4 separate regions of the Sus scrofa genome follow, and regions 1, 3 and 4 are each linked to region 2. The links are chromatin contacts, called in public Hi-C and HiChIP or PLAC-seq maps. All regions are on one chromosome and are shown on one strand. Each heading gives the region's core, a stretch centred on a gene start, on an enhancer-like site or on the middle of the called end of the contact. The rest is flanking DNA. Distances are from core to core; before and after follow the strand shown. Region 1 has its middle 180 kb from the start of ACKR3. Region 2 overlaps IQCA1 (IQ and AAA domain-containing protein 1). Region 3 overlaps LOC106506421 (a long non-coding RNA gene). Region 4 has its middle 190 kb from the start of COPS8.

Region 1 (2,700 bases), core at 98-2,597, 360 kb after region 2:
ATTCCAAGGCAGTGGTGCCGGTGACCCGTGACCCAGCACTGACCGTGAAGTAGGACGCTGGGGACGTGCGTCCCAGGGGGCCGGGAGACCGTAGGACCTGTGGCGGGGGCAGGAGTTGTGAACTGACCACCTAACTGAGTTCACAGAGAGGTGTGGTTTGGGCCACCTGGCGGGGGGCGGAAGGGGGGTAGTTTTTGGTAGCTAACTTTCACTGGGCAACACGTGCAGATCTGAAATCGGGTTTTCCTGGAAGTTGACGATGGGGACTCCGAGGCCTCCCCGCATGGCACCGCCAGCTGGGTTAGAGGGCCACTAACCATTGTCCTCCCCTGGGCTTGCTTGACCCAGTCCCCTACCTGTCTACACTCTCTGGGCAGGTGAGTTTGAGACCCTGTGGGGGTCAACCCCAGATCTCCTCTGGGCAGGAGACACAGGTGGAGTGAGTGAATGAGCGAATGAGTGGCTGAATGAATGAATGACCAAGCAGACGTGTCCTGCTTCTGTGCCTAGAACCACGACCTCTGTGTGAGGGGCAGAGCTGGGCTGTGGTTTGGGCCTCTTTCCCCTGCTTCCAGACACCACGCAGCCTCCTGGGTCTGTGCTGGGTGCCGCCTCCCTGAACCAGAGAAGGAGACGTTCCTGGCAAAGATTAGCCACCCCAAAGGCCATGGCGTACCTCCCCCACGTCCCCCCAGCCCCCTTAGTTTTGCACGTGGCTCAGTGGTTAATGAATCCAACTAGGAACCATGAGGTTTTGGGTTCAATCCCTGGCCCCTCTCAGTGGGTTAAGGATCCGGCGCTCCCATGAGCTGTGGCGTAGGTCGCAGATATGGCTCAGATCCGGTGCTGCTGTGGCTGTGGTGTAAACTGGCAGCTGCAGCTCCGATTGGACCCCTAGCTTGGGGACTTCCATATGCCTTGGGTGTTGCCCTAAAAAGCAAATAAAATAAAATAAAACAAAACAAAACAAAACAAAACAAATAAAATAAAATAATAAAATAAAATAAAATATTAAAAAGAAAAAAGAGAAAAGAAAAAAAGAAAAGAAAAGAGACAGTACTAGTGACAAAGTCGCCAGGACCCCTCCCCTCCCGGGTCTCCCCGGCAGCCTGCAGTGCCTGATCCCCGCTCAGCCACATCTTTTGCTCCGTCTTAGACCAGTTTCCAAGCTCAGACGGAAGCAGGTCTGTGCCTCCATTGTCCCAGGAAACCACGTCCCCGGGGTGGCCCTTGTCGTGAGCCTGGCTTCTCTCTCCCTGCTCAGCCCTCCCCACTTCCCGTGGGTGCCCCGCGAGGCCCGAGAAAGAGAAGGGCCATGTCACTGGTTCTGCATCACATCCTTTTCTGGGGAGCCCCAGCCGAGGGCGTTGGGCCGCTGATAAAATGCGGAAGCCAATGTGCCGGCCCCTCCGTGCCACCTCCGAGCTGGGGGGCGGAGGCCTGTTTCTTTTGGGTTTGATGAGTAAACCATGTGGAACAAAATCAAAAGCCCTGCTGAAGTCGACACAGATGCCATCTGTCACTGTCCCGGTCTGGTGGGCGGGGGAGGGGCACTGGATTAATTGACAGGCTCTTTAAAACCTTTGCCAGCAGTGACTCAAGGCCTTCTTTTGAAAAAATGCCCAAGTGAGTGAAAACAGTAAAATTTCACTTTAGCTTTCGAGTGGGAAGGGTTGGGTTTTGAGGTCAAATGTCTGGTGTAATCCTTTTCGGTTTAAAAACGCACATGGATGGTATCCGCTCATGTTCAGCTCTCCTCTCCTCCTCCTTCTGAAATGCATCCCTTGCAATTTATCAAGCTATTCTTAGACATTAAATACATCCCCTGCCTGGGCTAAGTTTCCTCTAATTGCAAAGGGAGGCATCTATTTGGGGCGAGAGTCTCTGGTGGGCAGTGATGAGTCCAGCTTAATTAAAAAGTTGTGCTGCCCTCTGTTTATCTGCTGAAACACAGTCCTGCCTCGGTGGACACTCTGGGTACCCTATAAAGGCCTCCGCCAGCCAGGGCCACATGTCTTCAGGGACACTGGAGCAGCCCTGAGCAGCCCTTACTGACCTCTCCCGGCATGAGCCCTTCTGACCAGGGAGTGGCCCCTGGTCTCCCTCAACCTTAACGCTTGAGGGACGCGGCTCAGGGCAGGTCCCACACATGCACCCCTGTCCCCTCTCTTGTCCCATCTGCTCCTGGCCCTGCCCAGGCCCTGGCTCATCACTGGCCGGTTGTCCATTCACGGTGCACGAGAAACTCTTGCCCTATCCCTCCATGGTTCACGTGGAGGCCCTGGACGTTTTGTCCTTTTTCTTTTCCCGAAAGTGGCCATGCTGTCACCTGCCTTCGTGGCAGCTGACGTGCTGTGAGAGCGACCTTCTGTATTGTCCTGCCTTGACCCCCCACTGGGGCAGGCCAGAGGAGCTGTGGGCTTGCAGGCAAGGGACTGGGTCTTCACGAACCATCTGCGTGGTCAGACAGCTGTCTTTGAACTTTGAACTTCTGTTTGATCATATTTAGAGTAAGTATCATAATAGCTTTTCTTACAGAGTTGTTGTGAGGACTAAGTGAATAGAGAAAAAAAGTGCCTAGATCTCTCCCTGATGCACGGTGGTATGTAATAAATATTAGTGAAAATCAGTGTCCTTAGTTGCTCCTGCAATGAAGCTGTAGAGGGAAACAAAAGACCTCCCCTCTGAAATAATAAGAAA
Region 2 (2,700 bases), core at 117-2,616:
AGCAGCAGTACCTTCGAGTCCTTACTGGGTGTTAGCTGGGACAAACCATAAATGACAATCACAGGAAGAGCAGGGATGGATTGAAGAGTCAGATAAACCAAGGCAGAGGAGAGGATTGGGGCAGTGGGGGCGGGGGGGATTCAGGCCCAGTCGATGGACTGTGACAGGTGATCTGGGGCGACCAGGTCAGCGCTGGTGACAGAAACATGCTGATGCCACTGCTGATGGTCAGGCAAATTCGAGGGGAAGGCAGCTGGATGGTGACAGGTGTCAGGCTTACAGATTGTCCAGACGGTCCCCTGGTACCCCTTCGGCCAGCCCACTCCCAGCTACGCCAACCTCATGGGTTCACAGCCGCCTGCTCCAACTCTATGCCAACTCAGAAGCACAAGGGTCAACGCCTGGTGCCGGGCTGCACTCCCCCCACCGGGCACCTTTCCGGCACCCCTGCCCTAAGCCTTTCCAATGTGGTTGAAAATTCTTTAAGGCCTGTGACACGGACCTGGGCCCAGCTCGTCCGCATCGCCCAGCACAGACCAAGAGCAGATGCCCACCACGTTCACCGAGATGACAGCCCGGTCCGCTCACTGCAGACGGCGCCCCAGGCACCTGCCGTCTGGGGCCGCCCCATCCTCCGTGCGGCCGTGGGACCTGGCAACGCGCTGAGGCTGCGGCCCGGTTCTGCTGGGAGCCCAAGACTGCTCTAAAATAGGAAGTCTGGCTTAGAGAACAGCCCTGATACCTGTTTGCCTGGTTTTCCGACAACAGCCCACTCAGGGCTCACGGGCACCAGCCCCCAATTCCTTTATTTTCATGCCTGAAGCTGCACAAAAGGGCGAAATTCTGTTTCCCTCCCTCCCTCTCCTCCCCCCTCTCCACATCCCCCCTCTCCACATCCCCCCCCTTCTCTCACCCGAGCAGCTGCTTTTTGGGGGTCAGGTGTAGGTCTTTGGTTTATCCTGATTGAATTTCACCTTGTAAAGGCGGGACTAACATATTTATTACATTTACTATCCATCTGTGTGGGTGTTTTAAAAAAATCTACCCACGAATAGCAGCGATGTCTTTGTTTGGGTTACTAAGCAGGAGCAGAAGTCTCTGTGAGCTACAGAAACGGTCCTGGCCGGGCTCCCCATCGTCCGACTCCTGGTCCAGCTGTTTACACCAGCACATCTGGGCAGGAACGCTTGGCCTTCTGCCACGGGCTGTTGGCCGTGAGCCTGGCAAGGAGCCCCGGTGGGTGGTGCCGAGGCACGAGCAGCACCTTGGCTCCCTTCTGTCCGATCTGCCAGCCTGTACGGGCCTCGTGGCCTGGACCCTGGCTGGGCAGTCTCATCAGCCCTGACCTCTGAAGCCTCCCTCTGGCTCCAGCCCTCCGCGGCCAGAGCTCTTACAAAGGCAGGAAGCCAGGACTCCAGGAAGGAGGGGACGTCCTTCCCCAGGCCCAGGGCCCGGGATGCACACGCTCTGCTCTGGCCTGTTGTCCTGGGCCCCGCTGGCTTCTCTCAGCCTTCTCATGGGTGGCCGGGATGGTCGGGAGGGGGATCAGGAAGACGGGGAACCCGGTGGGAGCTGCCGACAGGATGCTGTGGCCTCCATTTTCGTCGCTTTCTCAGGCTGAAATGTCCCCAGCAGACATGACCTTGCCCTCAGGCCACCACGAGGCAGGACACAGCCTTTGCTCCCCAGAGGCCAGCTGGGGGCCAGGTGACAGCTTCAGAGCCAGACTGAGGCTTAAATCCTTCTTTGGTACTTTGGGTCACAGTAAGCACTCTGAGCCTCAGTGTTCCTGTCTGTCAAATGGAGACCTTAATCCCTGCCTATCAGGGAGTGGGGCAATTAAAAGGGGGAGGGTGTATAAAACCCCTTAGAAGGTGCCAGACTCCCAGCGGAGACCAAGCATCCTTCCCGCTCCTCCATCCCCGATTCACCATTGCACATACCCCGCGAGGCTGGTGCCATGCCTTCATAACTTCTTTTGCCCACAAAATACCTATTAAATATCTCATGTTTCTTAATTGTTAGAAATATTTCTAATATTTCCTAGCTAAACAGATGTATATTCTTTCCACCTACAGCTTTAGTAGAAGAGAATTTTAAATGACCATTGTTTACTTGTAGAGTAAACACGTCTTTTCTTCCGAGCCTGCAGCATGCCCAAACTGCCCAGGCCAGGAATTGAACCCGCACCACAGCAGCGACCGGAGCCACAGCAGTAACAATGCCGGATCCTTAACCGCTGAGCCACTGGTGGCCTCCTCAATGCATGTCTTCGAGGAGCCCATTGGAGTGATTGTGTGTAAATAAAGGAACCCTCCCCACGGACAGGAGCAAAGTGGATTTGAATTTGTGCTTGGGAAGCAAATCAGAGACTCGTTTCAAAGACGTGTTTTCATGGGTACAGGGTGCTGTGGGTGCAGTGAACACCTCCAGCCAGAAGCGATGTCTGATGTTTCCTAAGTGGTGCATTCTTGGCTCTACAGAGACAAATTTGCTGGGAGGGATTCTCCATAAGAAGACGGGACGAGTAACCGGGCCCTCCTGTTGGTTCGCCTTCTCCAGCAGGTGCCTCCTAACTGCATTTTGCTGCTCTCAAGCTGCTGCAACCCCCGTGCACGTCACAGGACTGCGCCGGGGCTTCCTGGCACTGATGGGCCAGCACGAGCATAATATCCTGCTTTCCTTTGGTTAATTAAAAGC
Region 3 (2,700 bases), core at 198-2,697, 280 kb after region 2:
TTAATGGCTGCTAAAACACATTCTAGATCTGATGGAACCACACCAAACAAGGTTTGTGAAATAGAAAAAGGATGAAGATTACTGATGAACTTTTGACCTGAGCACACCCACTGGTTTCACTTGTCTGGAATTTTTTCCATGTCCTTTCTTTATATCATTGCCCTTCACAACCCAAGCATTTCCCATATTGACATAGAAGGTCCTTAAGCATCTCCTGAATAGTTTATAACTTATACTGTTCAGTTCATGGTTGCAACTGGCCCTCGTTATGGGTTAAATTGTGTCTCCCCCAGATTCATATGTTGGAGTCCTAACCCTCAGGATGTGACCTTACTTGGAGACAGGGTCTTTAGAGAGGAAATCAAGTTAAAATGAAGTCGTCAGGGTGGCCCCTATCCAACCACTGACATCCTTAGCAGAAGGGGGAAATGTGTTCACGGAGAAAGACACCCACAGAGGGAGGACGAAGATGATGTGGTGAGAGACACAGGAGGATGATGGTGTCCAGAGGCCAAGGAGAGGAGCAGGAAGAGAGCTGTCCTCATGGCCTCAGAGGAAACCAGTCCTGCTGACACTGTGATCTCAGGCTTCCAGGCTCCCAGGCTCCCAGGCTCCAGGGCTGGGATGATGAACTTCTGTTGCTTCGAGCCACCCGGCCTGTGGGCCTTTGTCCTAGCAGCCCTGTGACAAACTAACTTTTCATGTGTGTTTGCTGTTATAAATAATCTATGAGATATACTTACTACCTTATAATAACTATAATGGAAAAGAATCAGAAAAAGTATATATATGTACAAATGAATGACTTTGCTGTGCGCTTAAAACTAACACATTGTAAATTAATTACACTTTAATTAAAAAATAATCTCTGAGAGCATCTTCACGCCTGTGTATATCCACCCCTGGCAGGACTCAGCGCTCATGCCCCCTCCTGCAGCTCCTCCACACCCCATTTGAGGAGGAGCCACTCTCCGTGTATGTGCTCGTGCCCCCATCACAGCGCTCCCCACCCCCCACCCCAGGCACTGAGCTCCCATTGCTGCCATCCTCCCTGAGCTGCACTCTCCGCATCCCTCGCGTCCACCTCAGGTCACATGGATGCCACTGGGGTGTCCCCAAACCAAGGTGTGGGAGGCTGTGGGGAAGATGCCTCTGGGCAGTGATGGCACTTGGGGGCTGATGGGGACAGTTTTGGATTCCAGCTTATCTTTCCTTTGGGCTTGCCACCCCTCAAGTCAGTGACCAGCTGGGAAACCAGTGGTTCCAGCATCCACTCTGGCTAAGTGGAGGGACGGAGGGATGACCGCCCGGAGAGGGGACACTCGGCAGAGGACGCAGTGAGGTGGGACACTCGATGAAAGATGCAGCCCAGAGCCTGCTGGGGGTGCTGGGGAGAGGGCAGAGACATGCCAAACACAAAGCCTAGCCTGAGTGTGACAGCCTGGCCTGGGACGTCTTGCCTTTTTGATGCGGAATAAGTTACTAGCCTGTTGGTGTCAGTGGAATGGAATCCATGAGCATTGTTGAAATGCTAAAAATCTGCTGCTTCAAATTTCGGGATGTTAACGTTTAAAATCAAAATGTCTGTTTTCTACGAATAATAAAAGGAAAGGATACGCGCTGTGCTGCCAAGTTTCATCTTTTTTAACAACAACAACAAAAAAGAGGTTCATTGAGCAGTAGGGGATTTGAGCCTCTTCCAAGTGGACTAGAGCTCAAGCAGGGGCCGGATCCAGCCGGACTCCAAAGGCCACAATCCAGGCCTGGGGTGAGCAAGCCTGGCCGGGACCACGTGTGCGTGTATGCACGTGTATGTGTGTTTGCACGTGCACAGAGGCTCAGCCGGGTGGGGACCCAGGTCTCAGGTTGGCAGAGCTCACTCAAGGGCAATTTCAGCAGCAGCAGAGGTTCAAGACCCTGTCTGCTAGTGGTAGGAGGTGCCCCTGGCTTGCTCTGCAGCTGGGCTGGGCCAACCTCTTCGGTCCGGCACAGCCTCAGGTTGGGGGTAAGAGGCTCACAGGCAGGAAGAGGCGATGCTTCCTGTCCAATGAACCTGTGTGCTGCAGACATGACATGGAAAAGGTGTGACTGGGGTTCATGCTGAGATCAGCCCAGGGCTGGCAGGAACAAGGAGGGGGCCACTGCACGTTTCCTCCGGCAGCCGGAAAACTGGGGGAACAGGATGCTCTCAGGCGTGCTTCGTTCTCACGGGGAAACAAAACTAAAAGCTCCCACTGAGTAGGTCATAGGTGTGCCTGCTGCTGCTTCACTGCAAAGGTGATGAGAGATTCTGGTCTGTTACTGGGGGTGATGACACACTCACCCAGGTACCAAAGAGCAGGGCTTCCAAGCTGTTCTGTGCCCCCTCCCTGGGTGGACCCAGGAAGCCCCCAGGAGGCGATGACGCCGAGTCCTTGCGGGGACTGGGGGGGACCACGGAGGGACGTGGGACTCAGTGTCTCTAGGAGACACAGTTATCATCCGGTCACATCCTGTTTAATGAGCTCCTGGGACCAGCGCTTCGGGAAATCAGGAGGGCCGGCTGTGCTGCCACCTTGCACCAACCGCGTCCCGATCCCCTGAGGGACTCGGCCCTCTCCTCTCCCCTCCAGCCAGACACGGATGTCTGCTGACACGAGGGGCTCCCTAGACCTCCGAGTCCAGCGGCTTCCTAAATATTCAAGGATCAGAGTCTGATTT
Region 4 (2,700 bases), core at 100-2,599, 450 kb after region 2:
TGAACCCACAACCTCATGATTCCCAGTCAGATTTGTTAACCACTGAGCCACAACGGTAACTCCTGTTTCTGTTTTTTAAATAGTTCTTTTCTATTATTTTTATTAGATTCAACATATAAATGATATCATAGTTGTCTTTCTCTCTCTGAATTGCTCCCCTTAGTATGATAATCTAAGTCCATCCATCCACGTTGCTACAAATGATATTATTTCATTATTTTTTATGGCTGAGTAATATTCCATTGTTGACATGTACCATGTCTTCTTCATCCATTTCTCTCTTGATGGGCATTTAGGTTGCTTCATGTCTTGGCTATTGTGAATAGTGTTGCAATGAAGTTTGGGGTGCATGTATATTTTCAAATTAGAGTTTTCTCTGGATCTATGCCCTGGAGTGGAATTGTTGGATCGTATGGTAGTTCTATATTCAGTTTTTAAAGGAACCTCCATACTGTCCTCCATAGTGGTGGCACCAGTTTTCATTCCCTTCTGCAGTGTTCCCTTTTACAGAGAATCATGTCAAGGTGTCATGATCCTGAGCCAACTTGACCTGTAATTCCCATCTAATCCACTAGGGTGTGCTGGCTTCCAAATCCTCAATGAGCCGATGGCACCGATTAGCTGTGCTTCATCCAGTGAACACAGACCTAGAGGCAAAATGACCTCCTTTGGAGAATGATCTGAGCACAGACACCCTTCTGCCCTCCGATTGCCCAGGTCAGTCGTTCAGGCCCTTGGTTTCAATCAGTGTAACCCTTTAACCACACTGCTCTGCATTCATTTGTGTGTCTTATTCCTGTGAGATTATGTGCTCACCCAGTGCTGGGACCTGCCTGCTGGCTGAGGGTGACACAACCTGTGAATCCAAACAGATTGGAGGCTTATTTTGAAAACAGGCTAAAAACCCAAAGCGATCCCACTTTGTGGAATTATTGACTGGCTGTCCCGAAGGTAATGGGCTTGTTGTCGCTTTGCTGCCAGTAATTTGTTGGCGGCCTCGATTACATTAGACTCAAACTCTAAGTCAGCTGTAGCTGACACCAAAAAGCCAGTTTGAATGTCACGTTTACCTTTTGGGCATCACGGGGAGAGCTTCGCCCGAAATACTCACCCATGAAATGAAATCTGTCTGCTAAATATATTTCTTAAATCTAAGTGAGGGAGTTCCTGTGAGTGTACGGGTGTTTGGGCCGGATGCTAACAGTCTGGAAATGTGTATGGAAGGTCAGCTCCAGGGAGGTCTGGCAGTCTCCGAGGTGACATCTCAGGCGACCTTGGGGTCAGGGAAGGTCACACTTAAGCCCAGCAAAGCAGGCCTGCCAAGGCCTCTGGGGGCAGGCCAGCAGGAGGCGAGTGTACAGGGAAAGCAGGCCAGGCACAGCCAGGGAGGGAGCAGCAGCCAAAGGGGCCACATCTGCTGAGCCTCTCATTCCTTTGCATGGGAATCTGAGTCTGTTTGCAAATCTGCTTCCTCACGACGTCCTAGCTCTGGGCGGCCGCCTGCACAGACCGTGAGCGCACACACGCGGACACCGCGCGTTTCCACAGTCCTTTGTTTGGGGGTCACCTGGCTGCCCCGGCTGCTGGCATCACACAACCGTGTGACACCTGCTTCTCCAAGTGCACAGCTGTTTGCAGCGGTCAGGGTGGATGCTTGGGCCTGTTTTGGGGTCAGCTATGCTGTGTGGGGTAGGCAATGCATTGCTTTTTCATTCACAGTTGTTATTTATTTAGTAAATAAATAAATAACACAGCACAATGACCTTGGTGTTACCATCCCTATTTTACAGATTGGAAAACTGAGGTCAGAGAGTTTAAACAACAGGCCCAAAGTCACCCAGGCACAGCGAGGCCGAGCTGGGGTCCAGCTCAGGTGTGCCTTTGTCCGGAGCCTCTGTGGATCCATGACAGGTGTTGCTGTTCTGTCTCTGGGGCTGATAATCGCAGCCTGATGACACTAATGGACCAGTCCTCTGAGGTGTGGGGACCCGTCCACGTGTTCCCAGGACTTGGTCTATTTTTGACCCTGGGGAGGAAATTGAGGCAACGTATCTACAAGATAACATTGATTCAATCAACTTAACTACTAAATGTATTTTAAAATGTCAGAATGAACTTTTGACATGTACAGGTCATGTGCTGACTAAATAGCCAGTAGATTGATTTTTTAAAAATAAACCAAAGGGAGGAGTTCCCGTCGTGGCTCAGTGGTTAACGAATCTGACTAGGAACCATGAGGTTGCAGGTTTGGTCCCTGGCCTTGCTCAGTGGGTTAAGGATCCGGTGTTGCCGTGAGCTGTGGTGTAGGTCGCAGACACGGCTCGGATCCCGCATTGCTGTGGCTCTGGCGTAGGCCAGCGGCTGCAGCTCTGATCAGACCCCTAGCCTGGGAACCTCCATGTGCCATGGAGCGGCCCTAGAAAAGGCAAAAAGACAAAATAAATAAATAAATAAATAAATAAACCCAAGGGATAATAACTGGATGGTAGCCAGTAAGTATTTTTAGCCACTCGTTGGAGGACATAATTAAAGTGTTTATTTATAGTATTTCATATCTATCTACCTCATACACACAGTATTTCCTTTATATATATTTCTTATATTAAAGTCATTTCTTCTAAAGGAATATATATATATTTTTTGTCTTCTTGCCTTTTCTAGGGCTGCTCCCACGGCATATAGAGGTTCCCAGGCTAGGGG

The links. Hi-C and Micro-C count contacts between places; a contact is called where the count stands out from the background. HiChIP or PLAC-seq counts read pairs in DNA pulled down with a chosen protein or histone mark.
Region 1: a Hi-C map of skeletal muscle shows a contact between it and region 2, with 4 times the contacts expected there. The contact joins two enhancer-like sites. A contact is called at or near these places in 2 of 47 Hi-C or Micro-C datasets (both in skeletal muscle) and 1 of 2 datasets of contacts at active chromatin or transcription factors (skeletal muscle).
Region 3: a Hi-C map of mesenteric adipose tissue shows a contact between it and region 2, with 1.5 times the contacts expected there. The contact joins two enhancer-like sites. A contact is called at or near these places in 3 of 47 Hi-C or Micro-C datasets (embryonic fibroblasts, heart right ventricle and mesenteric adipose tissue).
Region 4: an H3K27ac HiChIP or PLAC-seq map of skeletal muscle shows a contact between it and region 2, with 12 times the contacts expected there. The contact joins two enhancer-like sites. A contact is called at or near these places in 3 of 47 Hi-C or Micro-C datasets (epiblast stem cells, psoas muscle and subcutaneous adipose tissue) and 1 of 2 datasets of contacts at active chromatin or transcription factors (skeletal muscle).

Annotation. Positions count from the first base shown.
Region 1 is chr15:136,544,719-136,547,418 of Sscrofa11.1, forward strand. No RefSeq gene overlaps it. Among named protein-coding and RNA genes, the nearest start is that of ACKR3, 180 kb to the left of the region's middle. Within about 2 kb of position 1,348, at least 14 of the 83 cell types and tissues checked have an H3K27ac peak or open chromatin away from gene starts, as enhancers often do. A contact at or near this core is called in skeletal muscle, where this site is marked.
Region 2 is chr15:136,185,720-136,188,419 of Sscrofa11.1, forward strand. All of the region lies in intron 15 of IQCA1 (IQ and AAA domain-containing protein 1), which reads right to left. Among named protein-coding and RNA genes, the nearest start is that of ASB18, 71 kb to the left of the region's middle. Within about 2 kb of position 1,367, at least 17 of the 83 cell types and tissues checked have an H3K27ac peak or open chromatin away from gene starts, as enhancers often do. A contact at or near this core is called in mesenteric adipose tissue and skeletal muscle, where this site is marked.
Region 3 is chr15:136,466,219-136,468,918 of Sscrofa11.1, forward strand. All of the region lies in intron 1 of LOC106506421 (a long non-coding RNA gene), which reads left to right. Among named protein-coding and RNA genes, the nearest start is that of ACKR3, 97 kb to the left of the region's middle. Within about 2 kb of position 1,448, at least 14 of the 83 cell types and tissues checked have an H3K27ac peak or open chromatin away from gene starts, as enhancers often do. A contact at or near this core is called in mesenteric adipose tissue, where this site is marked.
Region 4 is chr15:136,638,187-136,640,886 of Sscrofa11.1, forward strand. No RefSeq gene overlaps it. Among named protein-coding and RNA genes, the nearest start is that of COPS8, 190 kb to the right of the region's middle. Within about 2 kb of position 1,350, at least 3 of the 83 cell types and tissues checked have an H3K27ac peak or open chromatin away from gene starts, as enhancers often do. A contact at or near this core is called in skeletal muscle, where this site is marked.